2 separate regions of the Zea mays genome follow, and region 1 is linked to region 2. A link is a contact called in public HiChIP or PLAC-seq data. All regions are on one chromosome and are shown on one strand. Each heading gives the region's core, a stretch centred on a gene start, on an enhancer-like site or on the middle of the called end of the contact. The rest is flanking DNA. Distances are from core to core; before and after follow the strand shown.

The links. HiChIP or PLAC-seq counts read pairs in DNA pulled down with a chosen protein or histone mark.
Region 1: a contact with region 2 is called in an H3K4me3 HiChIP or PLAC-seq map of leaf, with 2.8 times the contacts expected there. The contact joins the promoter of LOC100158226 here to the promoter of LOC100384395 in region 2. A contact is called at or near these places in 1 of 25 Hi-C or Micro-C datasets (leaf) and 1 of 3 datasets of contacts at active chromatin or transcription factors (leaf).

The regions. Positions count from the first base shown.
Region 1 is chr5:3,603,594-3,607,003 of Zm-B73-REFERENCE-NAM-5.0, forward strand. LOC100158226 (isopentenyl transferase IPT5) reads right to left here and starts at 1,742. Exons shown (of 1, transcript NM_001127722.1): 1 at 729-1,742. The coding sequence starts at 1,742. The coding sequence ends at 729. LOC100217017 ((+)-neomenthol dehydrogenase) reads right to left here. Exons shown (of 5, transcript NM_001143393.1): 5 at 3,256-3,410. The coding sequence ends at 3,405.
Region 2 is chr5:3,423,296-3,427,277 of Zm-B73-REFERENCE-NAM-5.0, forward strand. It overlaps LOC100384395 (putative phospholipase, patatin family protein), which reads left to right and starts at 1,258. Exons shown (of 2, transcript NM_001176937.1): 1 at 1,258-2,286; 2 at 2,509-2,851. The coding sequence starts at 1,748. The coding sequence ends at 2,284.

The sequences.
Region 1 (3,410 bases), core at 492-2,991, 180 kb after region 2:
ATGCCAACAGCCAACTCCCAGTCCAGTTACGTCTAACCGCTGATATATAGAGCAGACCACGACCATCCCACACAACAGCGGCCTATCTACAGCAACATCCACGGACGAAACTGCAGATGATCCGGCCGGATAAATATGGCTCATTTACGAGAGACATGGCAATTTGTTGTGTTTGGCCAATATCTGCTGCAATTTCATATCACACAATGCAAAGGACATATTGAAAAAGAACAGAAGCGATCGAAACGAGTGTAGAGAGAGTTCTAGACTATTGCAAGTGCGCAACCAGCTAGATTCTTGATAACACATCTCAATGGTGAGCATGAAACGTTCAGATTACGATACTGACTAGACACTATTCACATCTAATCTCATAATAAGAAATACATCACCACCCCCCAAAACCAACAGTGCCGGCGTCTACTTCGCATTCTTGGAACAGGGCCTTATTCCATACTCAAAACTCGCTCCCGCGCTCGATCGCATCATATCTCGTGCCAAAAAAAAATATTACAGAGAAAATGGGGACAAAATCATTACTTTTCCCAGTTTCCCCTGACCAGGATCAACTATATGATCTGCGCTACTCTGCCGGGTCACCGCGCGGTTGACCGCAGCAGAGCATTGCGCCGATCGCCAATGGAGGCTGGCGCGCGTGGCCACGTGTGGAGGACTCTGGGCAGCGTTCCGGTTCCGTGTGTGTTGTGTTATTGTGTACTTGTGTTGTGTTAGACAGCCGCGGCTGCGACGGCGGCAGGCAACATGGCGCCGGCGGTGCCCATGCTGCTGTACTCTTGTTGGTCCTCCAGCAGGAAGGACCTGACGGCGTCAATGCAGGGCGCGGCGACCAGCCGCTGCCAGGCCTCGTCGGCGGCGAGGCCGCGCTTCAGGAACACCTCCGTGGCGTCGACGCGGCGGACGCGCCACATGCGCTCGAGCCGCTGGATCTTGCCGCGCTGGCGCACGGCGAGGCGGGACGTGTTGGCCTTGATCTCGTGGAGGGCCGCGGCGAGCATCTGGTCGTGGTGGTGGCCGTGGCCGCGGCCGCGCGCCCGGAGGTAGGCGTCGAGCTCCGGCACGCCGATGGCGCGCCAGATGCCCCTGGAGTAGTCGGTGCGGCGGGGGTCGAACGCGGCCGCCACCTCGTCGACGAGGCCGCGCCGGCACATGTCGTCGACGCGGCGGGCGACGAAGCCGTGCAGCACGGGGAGCTGCGCGTCCACCCAGAGGAAGCAGCACTCGTACCGGTCCCGGAACGCGCGCCGGTCCCCCTCGACGAGCTCCTCCACGTACGAGTTGGAGCCGCCGGCGATGACGGGCACCCGGCCCCGCGCCGCGGCGCGGTCCGCGGCGCGCGAGGCCTCGCGGCGGAAGTCGGCCGCCGTGAACTCGGCGTCCGGGTGCACCACGCCCAGCAGGTGGTGCGGCACCCGCCCGCGCTCGGCGAGGCCCACCTTGTTGGTGGCCACGTCCAGGCCGGCGTGCGCCTGGATCTTGTCCGAGTTGATGACCTCGCCGCCGAAGCGCAGCGCGAGGTCGATCGCCAGGCGGGACTTGCCGGTGCCCGTGGCGCCCAGCACCACCACGGCCTTGTGCTTGGCCGCCACGCGCCTGCAGGCGCCGCCGACAGACAGCGGCGGCGGGTCCGGGAGCGTGATCGACGTCGGCGGCATCGTCAGCCTGGTGGGCATGGGGAAGCAGGCCGGCGGTGGCGGCGGCGCTGCCATCGCGGGGGCCGCCATGGATGCTGCCGGATCGGGAATCGGCCCTGCTTTGTGATCAGCTAGCTAGCTAGCTTCCTTCCTTGGCTGCTTGCTTGGCTGCGTCTGCGTGGTGTGGGAGCAGAAGCAGAGCAAAGCATGGGTATTTATAGGGCGGGGGCGTCTCCAAATGCAGGGCCGCGCGCTACAGCGACCGCGGTTGACCGCACTGCATGATTCGGTTTAGATAAGGTGGCGAGTGGCGACTGGCGATGCAAGTACCGGCAGCGAGTGGCTTTCTCTTTTGCCGTCGCACGACACGACGACGACGACGAACAAGGCAACAGATTGAGGCAGAGCAGGCAAGCGGCAAGCCACCATGGGAGAGTTGACCTCCGATCCATGTATATCCACGGCAAGCCAAGGCCCAAGAGAGAGTTGACTAGAGTGTCTCGTCGCTTTCTTCCGCGCGGACTACCTGCTGGTCTTGGTCGTCATCTAGCTTCTTTCGAAAACGACGATCATCATGCAGTGACACAGTGCATGCACGGAGAATAATGTTACTAGCTTAGCCCCGCATGGTTTGCACTAGCTTAGCTGCGGTGGCCTTCTCTGTGGTGAGGACGACGAGAGGACAGGACACCACCATGTCGTCCGCCGCAAGCTGCCAAGGAGGAGGGAAAATAAAGGGCAAAAGGGCCGTCGGAAACGCATCGAAGAATTGAGCCACCCACTCGCGCAGCAGCAGCAGCAAAGGCGATCCAATTCCAACGTACAGGACGATCGTGCACTGCACGGCCTCCGGACCGCCGGACGTCCACAGACCACAGGGCAGCAACAGCGCCCCGCGCTCGAGAGCGACTGCCGCTAGCGCTACGCTACTGATCGGATCGCGGACAGAGACTGGTGGTGTGGTGCGTGCCGTGCTGGTGGTGGCCGCCGCCCCGCCTGCGCCTGGGCGGGGTTGGGGAGGCGGCGGGACTCGGGAGGCCTAGCCGCCGCGGCGCGCACTCATATTGGGCTACGGCCTAGGGCTGCGTGCGGCGGCCGAGTGAGTGGAGGGTGGAGTCGTTTCGTCGCCTGGTTGGAGGGACGCGTGACGCGGGCAGCGGGGAGGGAGTACGGCGTACGGACGCCCGGACACCGGGGGCGTGTGGTGCGTGCGCGCCCGCCTCCGTCCAATCCAATCGGTCCGGCCCGGTACCACGGGGCCTACTAGCCGCCGCTAGCCTGCTACGAGAGGCAGACCAGAGGAGTGCCGCCGGTCGGAGTCGGACGATGGAAACAGCGGACAAACAGGAGCACGGGAAATGGGTTCAGCAAATGCAAGTTCCTGTGCAAAGCGCGTGCAGCAGTTCGAAGCACCTGCGTACTGCGTAGACGCGTCATCTACGAGTGCGAAAATGCACGGCTCGGCAGCATCCACCCGTCGAATTCTCCGTCGAGGATGGATTCCCATGGAGAAATTTTGTGTCTCCATCTTCGCAAAACATATGTATTTATCCCATGATTCATCTCGTCGATAGGTTGATCAAAAGTTGAGAAATTTTTACTTGTCCAAAACTTAGGATTCCATTATTTTTGCAACGGAGAGATTACGCGCGGGGATTGAATGTGTATCAACTATTATCAAGCGAAAACTTCAAGAGATACATAGCTATCAAGCATCGGGTGGTGAAGGAAGCAGAGCAGAGGCAGAGCGCGTCACAC
Region 2 (3,982 bases), core at 8-2,507:
TACGACGACACATAAATATTTAATAAAATTTCTGACCACAATAAATACACAAAACTGACTACAGTGGTTCGAGACCCTTCCCGATATGTGAAGGTAAAGACAAGTAAAAAATGTATGTACAAATAGGGTTGGTTGGGTTTTGAACCTTGGTCGTTGGCATATCCACATAGTCAATAGAACACGTATTTTTACGACTTATTAAAACATAATATACTTATATAATATACAGAAACTATCAACCTAATTGGTGTTAATATATAACAGTTTGAGAATAAAACGCTCACGATAATTGTATGGTTGGTTACACGTAAGATAAGGAATAGGTACATTAACTTCACGCGACACACGATGTCTAGTGCTTTATAATAATAAAGTAGAGATAGATATATAGACCAAGACCAGTAGAGGATTTGGGTCGACTATAGATATTTAAAATACTTTTAATCTAAATAATAAATAAAACTATTTATCTAAATCTATAACTTTAACTTCGTAATTTATTTAGGACATGGTCTATCAACCTTACTGAGTTGCTCTTAAGGTGTTCTTTTTAGGCCTAGTTTGTTTACTCTAGTATTGAGCTCAATCCACATGTATTGATTTGGATTGGAGTTGCTCTTAAGGTGTTCTTTTTAGGCCTAGTTTGTTTACTCTAGTATTGAGCTCAATCCACATGTATTGATTTGAATTGGAATGTAATTTAAACTAATTTACACCTTAATCCATCTCAACGTACATAGATTAAATCAATACTAGAGCAACCAAACAAAATCTTAGTGTGTTTGATTTCTAGAGACTATTTTTTAGTCATTCATTTTATTCTATTTTAATCTTTAAATTGCTAAATATAAAGCTTCAGTCTATATATTTATTAATTTAAAAACTAAAAAATAGATGTCCATAGAAACCAAACATCTTTTGACACAGTCTCTGTAGTGGACTATGTATGGAACTATGGATGGTAATACTGTGTGTGAGTTGAGTTTCGTGTGCTCCGTCGCGAAACGGACGAGTGTCCGTACACACAAACGGTCTCGCCCTTTGCGAGTTGCGATTGCGACGACTTGTTCCCGCAAAAGCCAGGAACGGAACCAAACAGCAGCAACCTCCTCCCGTTTCATCGTCGTCCTCTTCTGGAACTAGAAAAGGCGAGGAGCGATCCGTTTCTCCCCTTCTCGCGCAGCCATTATTGCCCGCCCAGTCTGACGCCGCCGTATCCTCGCGGCGCCATGGTTTTATCATTGCGTCCACTCCTCGCCTCACCTTCCTTCCACGCTGAGGGTTTTCCTTTTTTTGTCTCATTCTAACATCACAGTTCTACACGATCTCTGATCGATTGATTCGGCCAAGATAATCTGAGTCTTGTGCTTATCTACTACACCTCTTCCCATTTTCTTCATTTCCAGTTTTTTCGGGGGCTTCATATCTCCCACGGCACGCGTCACATCTTCTTCATGCGTTGTGTGCCGAGTCGAGGCAGACATCGGAGGCGCGCGACTGACTGGTTGGTTTAGCTCGCGTTTTCTTTATCCGGTACCCTGCGCTACTCAATTTCGATTCTTTTAGCTCGGATTTGAGTAGCTGAAGGCCTTCGGCGGCGATGACTTGATTGATGCGAATTGGGGATTTCTTACCGTTTCCTCTATTGATGTCGGTGCTGAAGAGCTCAAACCAATTTGGGTTTTGAGGGTTTTTTTTCCCTTCTGCTGCTGATCAAGCTCACAAAGATCGCTAGCTCCATCTACCAATGGACGAGTCCGGGGAAGCGAGCGTCGGCTCCTTCAGGATCGGGCCGTCGACGCTGCTGGGCCGCGGGGTGGCGCTCCGCGTGCTCCTCTTCAGCTCGCTGTGGCGCCTGCGGGCGTGCGCGTACGCCGCCATCTCGCGCGTGCGCGGCGCGGCGCTGCCGGTGGCGGCGTCCTGGCTGCACCTCAGGAACACCCACGGCGTCCTCCTCATGGTCGTCCTCTTCGCCCTCTTCTTGCGGAAGCTCTCCGGCGCGCGGTCGCGGGCGGCGCTCGCGCGCCGGCGCAGGCAGTACGAGAAAGCCATGCTGCGTGCCGGTACGTACGAGGTCTGGGCGCGCGCCGCCAAGGTGCTCGACAGGATGTCTGAGCAGGTGAGGCGGATTTCTACGACGAGGAGCTCATCAGGGACAGGCTTGAGGAGATCCGGAGACGGAGGGAGGACGGGTCGCTCCGGGACGTGGTATTCTGCATGCGTGGCGATCTTGTTAGGAACTTGGGGAACATGTGCAACCCTGAACTTCACAAGGGCAGGCTAGAGGTAATTGACAAAGTAACTGTAGGTTCTACTAATTCACTCACTCTGATTCGTAGTAATATATTTGTTTGCTGATGTTTTGTAATTGTTGATGGCCTTGAGAATACAAAATGACCTCTTACTTAGTTTCTTACAACAAGAAATTCAGCATGGCCAAAGATCACTGAAACTCTGAATTCAGCATCACCATCATACCAGTAACACGGCTGATCTGTCGCAGTGCAGGTTCCTAAGCTTATAAAGGAATACATTGAAGAGGTTTCTACTCAACTAAGAATGGTGTGCGAATCTGACACCGACGAGATACTATTGGAAGAGAAGCTTGCCTTTGTCCAGGAGACCTGACATGCCTTTGGGAGGACAGCGCTGCTCTTGAGTGGGGGTGCTTCACTAGGGTCTTTCCATGTAGGTGTAGGTGTAGTGAAAACATTGGTCGAGCATAAGCTTCTGCCTCGGATTATAGCAGGATCAAGCGTTGGTTCTATTATATGTTCGATTGTTGCTACTCGAACATGGCCTGAGATTGAGAGCTTCTTCACAGACTCATCACAGACCTTGCAGTTCTTTGATGGGATCGGTGGATTTTTTGCAGTGATGAGGCGTGTCACCACTTACGGCGCACTGCATGACATTAGCCAGATGCAAAGGCTTCTGAGGGATCTCACGAGTAACTTAACATTTCAAGAGGCTTATGACATGACTGGCCGTGTCCTTGGGATCACCGTTTGCTCTCCTAGGAAAAATGAGCCACCCCGCTGCCTCAACTACCCGACGTCACCGCACGTTGTTATTTGGAGTGCAGTAACTGCCTCTTGTGCATTTCCTGGACTTTTTGAAGCTCAAGAACTGATGGCAAAGGATAGATTCGGCAACATAGTTCCCTTCCATGCACCCTTTGCCACAGATCCGGAACAAGGTCCTGGAGCATCGAAGCGCCGGTGGAGAGATGGGAGCTTGGAAATGGATTTGCCCATGATCAGACTCAAGGAGTTGTTTAATGTAAACCATTTCATTGTGAGCCAAACTAATCCTCACATTTCTCCACTACTCCGAATGAAAGAACTTGTTAGAGTCTGCGGAGGGCGCTTTGCTGGAAAGGTATGTCTGTGACAATATTTTGAGTAGGGACTAGGGACCTTTAATTATGTTAGTCTCATAGCCTATGATTGTGGTTGAACTTAAAATGCAGGCCCATAGTTCATGTTGCAAATAGTTGTTTTATTTTCTCCAGTAGTGGTTTGTCTTCAACAACTCCGCACATGCCGTTAGACTATTGATGGTTATCACCTCCTGCATATGCATGTAGTATCTAGTGGGATTGAAGAGTTTATTCAGTGCTATGAATATGATAGGACTTAGTGAGAATAATTTGTTGCGGATATCCAAGCAGTGCTCTGTATTTATGTTGAAAACATTTGTGCATGTTGTTTAATGCTGCTGGTTTTATACATTTCTTGAACAATGTGTTTGTTATCTTTCAAAATCAGTTTACCAGGCATAACTTTGATCTGATATGTGTAGCTTGCTCGTCTTGCTGAGATGGAGGTTAAGTATCGATGTAACCAAATCCTAGAGATTGGTCTTCCAATGGGAGGGCTTGCAAAATTGTTTGCTCAGGACTGGGAGAGGGTGATGTCACCATGGTTATGCCAGCAACAGTAGCTCAGGTATTATTCTGAGTTCTGAGTCGGTTATTTAG